Regions from separate parts of the Canis lupus genome. Here region 1 is linked to region 2. A link is a contact called in public Hi-C data. All regions are on one chromosome and are shown on one strand. Each heading gives the region's core, a stretch centred on a gene start, on an enhancer-like site or on the middle of the called end of the contact. The rest is flanking DNA. Distances are from core to core; before and after follow the strand shown. Region 1 overlaps ZFP36L1 (mRNA decay activator protein ZFP36L1). Region 2 has its middle 150 kb from the start of ZFP36L1.

The links. Hi-C and Micro-C count contacts between places; a contact is called where the count stands out from the background.
Region 1: a contact with region 2 is called in a Hi-C map of skin fibroblasts, with 2.3 times the contacts expected there. The contact joins two enhancer-like sites. A contact is called at or near these places in 2 of 9 Hi-C or Micro-C datasets (amygdala and skin fibroblasts).

Annotation. Positions count from the first base shown.
Region 1 is chr8:42,937,039-42,943,716 of UU_Cfam_GSD_1.0, reverse strand. It overlaps ZFP36L1 (mRNA decay activator protein ZFP36L1), which reads left to right. Exons shown (of 2, transcript XM_038545048.1): 2 at 1-1,908. The coding sequence ends at 46. Among named protein-coding and RNA genes, the nearest start is that of ZFP36L1, 7.0 kb to the left of the region's middle. Within about 2 kb of position 5,111, at least 4 of the 20 cell types and tissues checked have an H3K27ac peak or open chromatin away from gene starts, as enhancers often do.
Region 2 is chr8:42,791,120-42,797,484 of UU_Cfam_GSD_1.0, reverse strand. No RefSeq gene overlaps it. Among named protein-coding and RNA genes, the nearest start is that of ZFP36L1, 150 kb to the left of the region's middle. Within about 2 kb of position 3,989, at least 2 of the 20 cell types and tissues checked have an H3K27ac peak or open chromatin away from gene starts, as enhancers often do.

The sequences.
Region 1 (6,678 bases), core at 3,862-6,361, 150 kb before region 2:
AAGACGCCTGCCCATTTTCAGCAGACTTTCCATCTCAGATGACTAAACCAGGGTAGGGAGGGACCCCCTGCCTACTCCACCCCTCCCATCCCTACCCTCACCTCCCTACCCAGCCATTCCCAACATCCTGACAACCCCAACGTTAACAAGGTTAAGCTCAACCCCTTTGCCCCAGAACCTTGGAATGCCCCCTCCCCCCTCATAACCCCCACCCCCTTTCCCTAACATAAGGACAAGTCAATTTGTCAGTAGCTTCCTCTGGCTTGAAACCCCCTCTCCTCGATTTTATAGTCCACTTACCACGCATAACAGACAAGTCCCATATTTGTCAGTAGATGCCTTTTCCCCCCCGGCTTAAGCCTTAAGTGCCAAATCACAAAAGAAAAAGCAGTAACAGTTTACAGAAGCAATTTAGTGCCTTGTAATCTAACTTTGTCACTGTGACTACATTACCTCTTCAGCGCCAGAGGGCACCCGTGGGCCTCCCGGAGCCTCTGCCCATGGGGAGGGGGAGGGGACCCAGAACCAGCAGCTCCCTCCACTGGCGACCCAACTGCACCTTCCCTTATTTCAGCCTCCCACACACTTCCTCCTCCCTCTCCCCATGACCCCCACACCCTTCTTGGGAGCGTTGTTGCCAGACTCGGGTTTTTGGGGAAACCTTTCTTGACATTCAAAACCTTTTTCTTCCCGACCTGAACCTCTGATGACTAATCTTGCCTGGGTTCGTGTAGGTCTACAGGAAGGAAGACTGAAAAAGTGGATGAAGATTGTGACATAGTGGGACTTTGTGATTTAATTTTTTGTCTTTTTTTTTTTTTTTTTTTTTTTTTTTTAAGTGGGGAGGATGGGGAAGCTAGATGGACTATGAGAGACTTGATTTTGGTGCTAAAGTTCCCCAGTTCATATGTGACATCTTTAAACAACAACAGCAAAAAAATAACAAAAAAAAGAGAGAAAAGCTAAAAAAACATGTAAGGGGTGAGCAGTTAATGGTATTCATTCCACATACAATATCTGTGTAAAACGATTTCCTGTAGAAGTAGCTTTAATGGTTTTTGCTCTAGAATACCGTAGGTCTATCCTTAGAGCACTCACGCCATGCTTTTTTCCCTGGGTTTTAAACTTCATATAACTTTCAGAAATTGGAGAGCAAAAATTTTGCTTGTCACTGCACATCAATATAAAAAAGCTTATTTAACTTATCAAAACGTATTTATTGCCAAAACTATGCTTTTTTTTTGTTAATTTTGTTCATATTTATCGGGATGACAAATCCATAGAATATATTCTTTTATGTTAAATTATGATCTTCATATTAATCTTAAAATTTTGTGACGTGTCTTTTTCCTTTTTTTTCCACAGTTTTAATATATTATTCTTCAACGACATTTTTTGTAACTTTACACTTTTTTTGGTTATTTTATTTTAAAAAAATGAAAAATTAATTTAAAAAAATGCAAAAAACTGTTGGATTATTTATTTTAGAAATTTCCCCCCTTTGTGTTGGACTGCAAATTGAGTTTCTTCTTCTTTAGGCCTTTCCACAACTAGGACTGAGAATGTATGTAAAAGTTCTGTGACAGTACAGAAGGAAAACAACTTTTATGTATGGCTTCTAAAAGGGAAAAAAAAAAAAGAAACCCTTTGACTTCCACGTGCCCATCTCAAGACATTCCGATTGCAGATTTGAGGTTCTGGATTCCAGGCTTGGAGTTCTCCAATGTTAATGCAAACAGAACTGGCACACACACATTAAGATGAATGTAATTATTCCTCTTGCTGGTCACTACCGTCGCTTCCTATTTCTCTTTCTTTGTGTGAATTTATTTAAAAGAAAAAAAAACTTTTTTGTAACGACTATTTGCAGTTTAAAAATCAATAAACCCCGTTTTTTTTCAAGAAACATGGATGGTGAAGCTAGTTTTACTTCATTTGTGGTTTCACTTTGCCTGTAGGTTTGTCCTTTCTTTGTATGGGATGCAGGTGCTGGGGAGAAGTGGGGGGGCCCTGGTTGCTTTTTTTCCCCCCTTCCTTACAGCTAAATTCAGGGCTGTAGCTCCCTCTGTTGATGCTGGAAGTCTCAGCTTAGAAGGGATGGGATGGAAACTTATTGCAAAGGAACCCCGGGCTTCTCTGTTATCCTCCCAGAGTGTTGGTTCTTGACGGGACCAGCCTTGGGCACCGGGGCAGCTTTGGAGGTTATTCAGAAGAGCTGATGAGGCCCATGGTTTGCCAGTCTTCTCCAGTCTGTGGTCTTCAATCCTCTGGGTGGTGATTGGAGTCCCAAAATGGTGGAAGGGGAACCTAGCACCTGGTACTTCAGCCATTCTGGGTTTGAATGAGTTCTTTTGAGTGTTTCCAGTCTCATTTTTCTCACATGAAATCAACCTGAATCTCTAGCCTCTCAACGCCTGCCTGGGGTAGGCATGATGAGGCATTGCAGACTTGGTGAGGGGCAGCTAAGATGGCTAGGGGCCCAAACCACAGCACTGGGGATTGGGGTGGTTCCACAGGGAGCTGACATGTACTCCCATATCTGGAAGGCTGGTTAAGGAGAAGCAGCTATGAGAACGGTCAGTCATTAATAGGAAGTCCTTAGGAGTTCCCAACCCCTTACTCTTGTTACATCTCTAATGTCAAGTGGAATACGTGGGTTGTCATCTTGGGAAGAGTGGGCTCCCCTTGGCCTAGAAGCACTGCAGCTAAGGCCAGATAACCACTCTGAAGGGGTTGTTTTGCCTGCCTGTGAGGCTGGATCCTACTGAAAAGGATCTAGCCTGTGAAAAGGATCCAGCCTGAAGAAGACCCTGAATCTGGGTCTCGAGAGCAGTTCTTTTTTGGAGAGGCAGGGATGGATATTGCTATTTGAGGCTGCCTTTGTTTCCTTGCACTCAGTGAGTTGGGGTGTGTGTGCAGGGAGTAAGTTGAATTTCTACCTTGACTCCACCTGACCTCTCCCAAAGGCAGATCTGCAGCAGACATGGGCTGGACTGCCCTTGGGGCTTGGGAAGACCCACCTTACCTACCCAACTTTACCTCCCTGGACAGCAGGTTCCAGCTGGGGGGCAGAGGCATGATGGAGAAAAAAGGACAATGACCTTTCCTAGAGCAGGGGCTGCCAGTGGAGGTAAGGGAAAAGCAGCCCTTCTTGGGACTGGAGTGAACCTAAGCTACTCATCCCTGAAGGAGGGAATGAGGTGTGTGTGTGTGTGTGTGTGTGTGTGTGTGTGTGTGTGTGTGTGTGTGTTGGGTGGTGATGGTGGTGGTTGGGGCATGTGATCTTCCTCACTGACTAAAGGCAAAGACATTTAATGGTTACCTTGAGCTCATTCCGTGCAGGCATAGATGAACATACGGCAGACATCTTTCTAGTTCTGTAGCTCATGGTAACAAGGGTTGGGTTCACAGGGGCTAAGGATACCCACTGGCCTGCCCAGAATTGCTTCAGTTGGAGTCGATCCCTTGAGTGATACCAAAGGTAGAAGCATGGTCTCCTGGAGGGTAGGGGTTGCCTGTACAGGCAAGGGGAGGCTCCCTATGGCCTTGGGAAGTTCCCTGTCCCCAAACTTTGATGCTTTACCCCACCTAAGTGTCTACATGGGCTGCGAATTCAGCTGCTCAGGCCCATGCATGGTTATCACCACAAAGTTGGATTTTTTGCCATCTAGGTCTTCCGGGTATGGGAGGAGATAGATCCAAAGCTCTGTGGAAAAGGACCTAGCAGGAAACTTTTGGGCCTTTCCTTCTAGGATGTTAGAAGATGGAAGGACCTTGGCAATGAGCCTGTGCTCTAGGATGGCAGAAGTCCAGGAAGGTATGAGCCCAGAGCTGGCAGGAGACCTCCATGCCTGGGTGCCTCTAAAATGGGGAGGACAGGAGCCATGCAGATAGCTGGAGGTAAGGCTTACACTAAAGAAATGGAACAGGAAAGGCCAGGTCTGACTTTGTCAGCAAGTTCTTTGGGCACAACCACTACTTCCTCACTTCCTGTCCCTGGCCTTGGGGCATCTCTGGTTTGGGGGCCTGCATAAGGGCAGGGCCTCCGTGGCTGTTGACCTGGCAACTCATGGTCTGGCCCTTTGGCTACAGGTCTTTTTCTCTTGGAGCAGCAAAAAGAAGCAAGCTATTCTGGCCACTGAGCAATGACTTACTTCCCCAGGCCGGGAAGCCTCATCTTCAGGAGGAAGGTTAGGGGCATACTGCAGCTTATTGGCACTCTGGTGAAAAGAGGGCCTTTGAGAGACCAGGAAGCAGACATGAGAAAGGTTTCTCAGTCCACTGGATCGTGAAGCCCTGGTTGTCAAAGGGACAGAGAGAGTCATGATAGGAAGAAGAAGGGAAATGGAACCCTTTGACCTGGGTTCAGATCCCAGCTACTTTTGTGTCAGCTGTGCCTTGGGCAGGTGACACAACCTTGGATTTCTCATCTATATCTCAAGAGGTGACTGAGGATCAAGTGAACATTAGCAATGACAACTCTTCATAAGTGGCAGGTAGTCTGAGAACTTTGTGTGTGTTAACTCATCAAATGCTCATATCACCCCATGGAGGGGGCACTTCGACATTCTCATTTTCCTTATGGAGAAATTGGGGTGCAGAGAAGTTCACTAATTTGTCACACAGCTAGCAGTGTTGGGATTTGAACCCAGGCAGGCCAGCTCCCTCATTGCACTTCACCACCATATCACAGGCTGGCATACTGAGTACATTTGGCACAGTCCCTGGCACATAGTAACTGCAAATCGACCGGTGTCAGTTCCTGTCTCCCTTGGCCCGTGGAGACTTTGTAGGGACACAAGAAGCAGCCAGTTGGATTAGATGACTCTGCACACACCCCTCCAGTATCATGATCTCATGTCCCATGCGGCCTGGAGTTGGCATGTTTGGAGGATGGTGCCTGGGAGGAGGGGCGGGCCACCCCCTTGGACTTTCCCCTTTCCTGCCTGCCATGGGGTGGCTCCTGTTAATGATCAACAGAGCAAAGGGTGCCCCAGGGCCACCTGGAGAGTTGGCCCTGTGCCCTTCTTCCCCTGGGATCTCACTCCCCTGCACGTAGCCAACCATTTAATCACGTCTGGCTGGACTGCCTGAAACAGTGCCTGAGTTCAGAGGGGGAGGGGAGATACTACCCAGGCTCCTCACCTCCCCCTGCTGCCTTTTGGATGGCCTTTCTCAGGCAGGTTTCTGGTCTGCTGGGCACAAGTAGGTACCTTGAGCATTGGGAAGCAGGACAAAACCTTGGCCTTTCTTTGAGGTCAGGCTAGCTCTTGGAGTTCCTGTGGTGACCCACCTTTTGGTGGGTAAAGCTTGGATTACAGAAAACCTTCTGGTCTAAGGGCCTATACTCCTTTTGCAGAAGTCACAAAGGGTTACCTCTGAGTTACTGTTGTGGGAAACTAATCTCTGAGGAGCCAGGGCAAGAGCTGTCCACATGCCAGGCCACGTTCCCTCCTGCCCATGAGAGCCAGCTGCTGGTCAGGGGATGAGGATGTTCCCACCACGTTTAGGATGTTTGCAGTTATTTCGACATGTTGGCGAAGACCAGGTCTCAAGGTACAGAGCTGGGAGTGACAACTGTACCTACGCCATCAGCTTGGGGTACAGTGAAAATAAATATTGGCCATGGCCAAATCTGAGGCAATTTTCTCACTATCTGGGGCCAGTCGGGTAGCTGTCCCTCTGACTCCCAGTTGTACCCCAGGCAGAAGGAGGTCATGACCAGATGGGACAGAGTTCATCATTTCTGCCCACCCCAGTGCTCAGGGGGATGAGAGGCTCTGCTGCCCCAGGTGAGGAGCTGGTTTTGGAGTCAGAGAGCCATGGGTTCAAATCCCTGCTCAGGGTCATCCTCACTCTGCGACCTCTGGCTTTTTTAAAAACTTAGCGAGCAGCTTAGATCCCCAGCTTCCCCATTTGCAAGATGGGATGAGGACAAGGAGATGATGCTAACTGCATCTATGGGTGAGCTTTGGCACAGTCACACAATGGAGTACTATGCAGCCATATACAAAAACAAGTGACAGGGATCCCTGGATGGCGCAGTGGTTTGGCGCCTGCCTTTGGCCCAGGGCGCGATCCTGGAGACCCGGGATCGAGTCCCACATCGGGCTCCCGGTGCATGGGGCCTGCTTCTCCCTCTGCCTGTGTCTCTGCCTCTCTCTCTCTCTCTGTGACTATCATAAATAAATAAATAAATAAATACCTTAAAAATTAAAAAAAAAAACAAAAAAAAAAACAAAAACAAGTGACAGGTAAACACAGCAACATGGATGAATCACAAAAACATAAAGGGGAGGGGTGCACCTGGGTAGCAGTCAGTTAAGTGACCAACTCTGAATTTCGGTGCAGGTCATGATCTCCAGGTGGTGGGATCAAGCCCCATTTCTTATTCTACTTCTCCTTCTTCCTCTATTCCTCCTCACTGCTCTCTCTCTCTCTCTCAAAAATAAATAAATAAATAAATAAATAAAATCTTTTGTTAAAAATGTTTTAAGAAAGATTTTATTTATTTATTCATGAGAGACACACAGAGAGAGACGCAGACAGAGGCAGAAGGAGAAACAGGCTCCATGCACGCATTCGATCCCGGGACCACGAGATCACACCCTGAGCCAAAGGCAGACGCTCAATGCTGAGCCACCCAGGTGTCTCTGTTAAAAAAAATTTTAAAACCTC
Region 2 (6,365 bases), core at 2,740-5,239:
CGCAGAGGATTTAGAATATGATATAAAGCTAGTTGATAAAGCAGGGTTTGAGAGCATTGACTCCAATTTTGGAAGAAGTAAAATGCCATCAAACAGCATCGCACATCACAGAGAAATCATTCAGTGGGGGTGGTGGGTGGGACAGCATGGGGGGGGACGTCAACTGATGGGGTGAACTCCATCTCTGTCTTATTTTAAGAAACTGCCACAACCACCCCAACAGTCAGCAGCCATCAACATGGAGGCAGGACCTTCCACCGGTAAAAAGATACGGAACCCTGAAAGTTCAGATGATGCTTAGCATTTTTTAGCCACAAAGCATTTTTAAATTAAGGTATATACATTTTTATAAAGACATGATACTATTGCACATCTAATAGACTACAGGATAGTGTAAACATAACTTTCATATGCTCTGGGAAACCGAGAAACATTTGATTTGCTTCATGGCAACATTTACTTTATTGCAGTGGTCTGGAAGGGACCCGAGGTGTGCCTGTGAAGGGCAGAGGAGGAGAGCCATTCCACCTGCAACCACGTCTTCACTTCCCTCTTCTAATGAGGAAATAGAATGGCCTGACTCAAGTACTTGCTTATTTTAAAGGAATCTGGTTTAGGCTTTATTCCCTTGCTGTTTCTGTCCTCCGCTGGGACCCACCCCTCTTCTCCCTGTAGCACCCGAAGCAGAGTTGACAATGAAGGTGGCAATCATTCATAGCCACGGTGGCCACATACACCCAATTGACTTCTGCTGGACACTTCTATCTGGTGCCCCCCGAGGAGCCTCGGACCCATCATTTCCCAAACAGAACTCCTCATCTCCCCCTCAGCCTTGCAATGCTTTGGCCTCAGTGGCCGGAGGAGGCATCGCCGGCCAAGGGGAGGGAGGCAGGAATCCTCATCCCCTCAATATTTCTGGATGGGTGACATGGTCAGGGCCTCTGGCTTTGTGTGAGATCACCAGCATACACACAAGACCATTATCCGCTTCCTGCTTAAAGCTCTCTCTAGTCCCCACTGGCCAGTCCCCACGCTCACGGTCCTGCCGACACTTCCCAACACTTCCCGAGACACTAAACTCGGAGATGCCTGCCTTACCGGCATCTCAGCCCCTGCTCCGAGACACACACACACACACACACACACACACACACACACACGTGGGGGTGGTGTTCCCCACTGCTCCTTTGCTCCTAGGAATGCCTCGGTCTCTGCACTTACCACACCGTAGGAGGATCTGCTGGTGTGTCCTATCTACAGTTTAAGCTTCCCTTCTTGGGAGCAGTCATTTTGTCTGGTTCCTTTGACTATCCAACACCCCCAGGAGGTGCCTGACCCTCAGTAAATGAGCAATAAATGTTTGCTGCACAAATTACCGAGTATCGACACCAAGTAGATTACTGCTCACTCTTATAACACAGCTGGCAAGTAGGTCCCGGTATGCCCATTTCACAGATGGGAAACTGAAGCTCAGAGAGGTTACATTTGCTCAAGGTTAAGGTGGCTTTTCTGGATTTGAACCCAGATCTTCTGACTCCAAACCCATATTCCCGCCGCCGCACCACAGAGAGGTTACCAGGCAGTCATGGGATGTGCTTATGGAAGGTGCTAGGGAATCATTGCTGGCTGCTTCCCAAAGCCCTGAAAGCTGGCTCAGCCCCACTTCTCCTTAGGCCTTGTGGGACTTAAACTGAAGGGCTCCTTCTCAGTCCCCCTTCCTTGTAGTCTTTGTAGTACTGATGGATTCTTTCTCTTTTCCAAGCTGCCTCTTTTTGCTTTCCTTCCTTGGCTCCTCCTCTTCCTCCCTCCTGAATGTGGATGGACACTCTCCCTGCTCCCCATTTGCACTTCTGTTGCCAACACACTCCATCGGATTTTGGTCCCTGTCCATGTTTTGGGGCAGAGATGACCACCAGATTGTCATGCCCCCCAGAGACAGACGGCCAGCAGAGGAGCTACCAGAGGGCTGGGTCCCCTGCATGTGGGTGGGGCCAAGTGGCTGAGGTCTGGCCAATGGAATGTCTGGCTCACAAAAACCACCTAAGAGATCCTCTACCTTCTCCTAGCCAGATGGATACCCATCTATTATTGAAGGGTGAGCCTCCCTCAGTCAGGATCCTTGAAATACTGTAGGAGCAGAGCTCCACAAGTCGGGCTTATGTGAGCAAGAAAAAAACTTCTAGTATGTATCTCAGGTTGGGGAGTGTGTTGCAGTAGCTAGCAAGGCTCTACTAAGATCCCTAACTGAACTTCGTGTTCCTGGGCTCTCCCCACCCCGGGAGCCTCCTCATTCCACTCTGCCCTATACCCCATTGCTAATCTAATCTTCCTTCAATCCATCTGGGGTGTGTCCCTACCTTGCCCTCGAATGTTCAGTGACGGCCCCTCACCCACAGACACAAGGACAAGCTTCTGGAAGTGGCCTGGAGACCTCAAGCCACCTGCTCCCTCTCACATCCTTACATTCATGTGAAATCAGAATGCCCAGAGCTGCCCAAATGTATCCTGCCCACGCTCATGTTTTCTCTCCATCTTTGTCAAGATCCCTCATCGCGAATCCTTCCTTCTCCAAGATGAACTTTTTGGGTTGTCCATCCATACAGACCGAGGAACACCCACCATCCTCCACCTGTGTGTCACCCAGGGCCCTCTGTCACTGTGCTGCCCTAGAGGTGTGTGTGCCCCTTCCCGCTGGACTGTCAGCTCCCTGGGTCCCCCATTATTACCACCGGGACCCCCTCCCTCTCCTCCAACAAGCCTCCATAGTTCTTCCTTGAGAGTGAGGCCAGGGGATTGCAGAGTGTCCATGGCCAGCTCATCCATCTCCCTCCTCCCAACACACTCATGGGGCTAGCTGTGTGACCTTTTGCATCTGTGGATTCCTCTCTCTCCTCTCTCTTTCTTTCTTTCTTTCTTTCTTTCTTTCTTTCTTTCTTTCTTTCTTTCTTTCTTTCTTTCTTTCTTTCTTCTCTTTTTTTTTTTTTCAAACACAGGGTCTTGGAGCTCGCCTGGAGGCCCAGCCCAGGGAAGGAGTTGTCTGTTCAGTTATATTTAGGCTAGCAGAGACATCAATCTAAGGCTCTTTAAAAATAAAGTCTTATTTCAGCTGGATCCCTGAGCACGTCCCCACCCTCTCCTAACGAGAAGCTGGTCACCTCCTCTGGGTCCCCATGTCAATCCCAGACCTTTCACGTGGCCCACACATGTGTGAACGTGTGGGAGACGTCAGTGAGCCCTTGCCATCCCTGGCCACGCTCAGAGGAGGATTTCTCTCCTCTTCTGGGTCTTCTTTTGCTGGGGTCTTTCTTTCCTCTCGGTCCTGGGGATCTTGTGACCCTCTTCAAGCCCTCTTCCCTCCTCAGGTAGCCACAAGCAAACCTCATGAATGGAGAAAATCCTGCCTCATCCAGAGCTCCTCCGTCCCTCCTTGCCCACGGGGCCGCTGCCTTGGCGGCCATGGGAAGAAGCAAACAGAAGACCAGAGACTGAAGCAGAAAGTGGGGTTTGCAGTTAGTCAGAATATGGGAGGGGGGCCTCGGAACGAACACTCCCCGGGGGTGGCCTGTGTGTGTGTGCATGCGTGTGAGTGTGCACACGTGTGGGGAGCATACCGGCGGTGCATGTGAGGCCGCGCATGGGAATGCTGGGGCCGACCCTTCCTACTCCTTGACTTGGCTACCGCAGCCCTGGTCCTTTTCCATCCCCACTGATGAAACACTTCTTTATGTCTTATTCACATCCTGTCTTGACTACCACAATTGTCTCCTTGCCGGGCCCACATGTCTCTCATCACCAATGGGATCCAAATGTTGCTGACAAAATAATCTCCCTGCCTTTGTGCTGCAATCACATTCCTCCACTTTTCCAAAGTTTTCTCTGTCTCCCATTACTGGGCGAATCGCACACACAGACCACCTCCTCTCTCTGCTTCGCCCTGCACCCCACCCCTCTGGGCGCGCCTGCACTCCCATGCCTCTCTCTGCCTTTCCTACAGGCTCCTTTTCATCTTCTTGCCATTCCTGAGCTCATGGCTCTTTGGAGCCCTGTGCCGTGTTCCTGGCACAAGCTCCAGCACTGTATTCAGTCAGCAAATGTTTATTAAGAGTGACAGGCACTCTTCTAGGCACTGGAGTGAAGCAAGAAGCAAAACTGAGGACAGCAGTCGGCAGAGAAAAATCGAATGGCCTGTCAGGAACTGTAAGCACTAGGAAGGAAACAAGAGCAGAGAGGGCCAGCGAGCTGTTTTGGCCCAGGGTGGTTGGGAAGACCTCCCCCAGGAAACCTGGATCCTGCTCCCCACCTTTCTTCCATTTGGGGCTGAGGACTGGCCTAACATCCTCCTGCTTGGCCAGACGCCTCCCCTCCCTTCCTTCTCTTTGTTTGGAACGTGTTTATCTTGATCTTGAGAGTAGGGGAGGCACCGGGCATAACTTCTGCAGCAGGAGACCTGCCGCATCACTGACTCACGGAAGACTCACCACGGGGAGAAGGAACCAAGCGCACACACACAAATCACTAACACAGACCCAGTCCTCTTCCATTGCCCCGTCCAGAACGCACAGTCATGTAAATCTGGTGTCTGAATGACTAGCGGGAGATCTGTCCGAGTGTCCCATCACGGTCCCAGCGGTTCCTCCCCTTTCCTGGAATCAGGGAGCATCACTGGCATCGATGGCCCGAATCTGGCTCTGTCTACTGCAGCCAGGCCTTCCCCTCTTCAGAGAGCCCACAACACGGCTGCTCGATGCTCATCGGGTACCACCTTCAGCTTTAAACAGCCTATGGGAAAAGCTTCAAGGAACAATTTTATTAGCAAGTGAAATGACTAACACAATTGCTAGCAGTTTTTAAATTTTTATTTTTTATTTTTTAAAAAAGATTTTATTATTTATTCATGAGAGACACAGAGGGGGTGGGCAGAGACAGACAGAGGGAGAAGCAGGGTCCCCATGGGGAGCCGGATGTGGGACTCCATCCCAGGACCCTGGGATCCCTCCCTGAGCCAAAGGCAGACGCTCAACCACTAAGCTACCCAGGCATCCCTGCTAGAAGTTTTTAACAAAATTGTCATCTATGTGTTTTCCTTCCTGGGAGTGGAAAGGCTGGGGCTGGGGGGGGGGGTGGTAGGAGATGAAATCTGGCTCTCTGTTTAGACTGGGAACAAAGTTATGGATTGCTCATCTTTTCATGGAGGCTCTAGGGCAGCCAACTCGCTAGTGGTAGTCATGCTGCCCATAACATTCATCCCGGCCCCAGGTTCCATAGCATGATCTAGCTGGATCCTAGCATGATCTAGCTGGATCCTCCCCAAGTAATACCTCAGCCACCAGCCTCAGCAGGCTATGCACAACTGGGATGTGGCTAGTCTGAATGGATGCATGTTGCAAGCTGTAAAACACCTACCAGATTTTGAAGATTAAGTACAAAACAGCAAACACAAAATACCTCACAAATAATTTTTATGTTGATTACATGTTGAAATGATATTTTGAGGCTAAATAAAAAATATCATTATAGTAGATAAATATTGTCTAATTAATAACACTTATGAATGAAATGTAGTGTTAAAATTAATTTCACCTGTTCATTTTTACCTTTTTTTTTTTTAAGGATTTTATTTTTAAGTCATCTCTAGACCTGACGTGGGACTCAAACTTACAACCCCAAGATCAAGAGTCATATGCTCCGCTGATTGAGCAGCTAGGCACCCCCATTTTTATCTTTTCAATGTGGCTATTACAAAATATAAAATTGCAGATGGACTTGTCTTTGTGGCCTGCATTACTTTTGTATCGAAAAGCTCTGCTCTTGTATCAGATCTTTGCTTTTAAGAACACTGTTTATGGCAGTTATGCTTTGTTCAACAGCAATCGTACACAGAACTCCACTCTGCAAAGCACCTAACAGTGGAGCTGCCCAGGTGGAAGAGAGGGATATTTGTGGGGAGAGGAGGTTGGGGTTGCAGGGAGGGGGCTGAGAGTGTGGGAGGGGCCCTATCCATTCTCAGAACCTGGTCTGGCTCATTTATTATTGGTTTGGGTTCTCCGTTCATTTGCAAAGGGGAGTGGGGGGAAAATACTCACTTGGAGGAGGCCCCCATTCAATCACCCTAAGTGGAATCTGATCGTTATCTTGGGATAAACATTCCAAATGGAAGGTGAGTGCTGGGAGATTAGGAAGATAAGGAAACCATATGGCCCTGTCAGGAGGCTCCCAAGACCTTATTCTTGAAAGGATTAATGAATCCAAGGTGGGGGTGGTCATCTCCTCGGTGCTGTTTTTTGAGAAGGAAGAAGTCCCAAAGCTCCAAACAGGGATGTGGACTGTCTGGAGGAGTAGGACTGGAACTCAGGACCCTTTCTTGC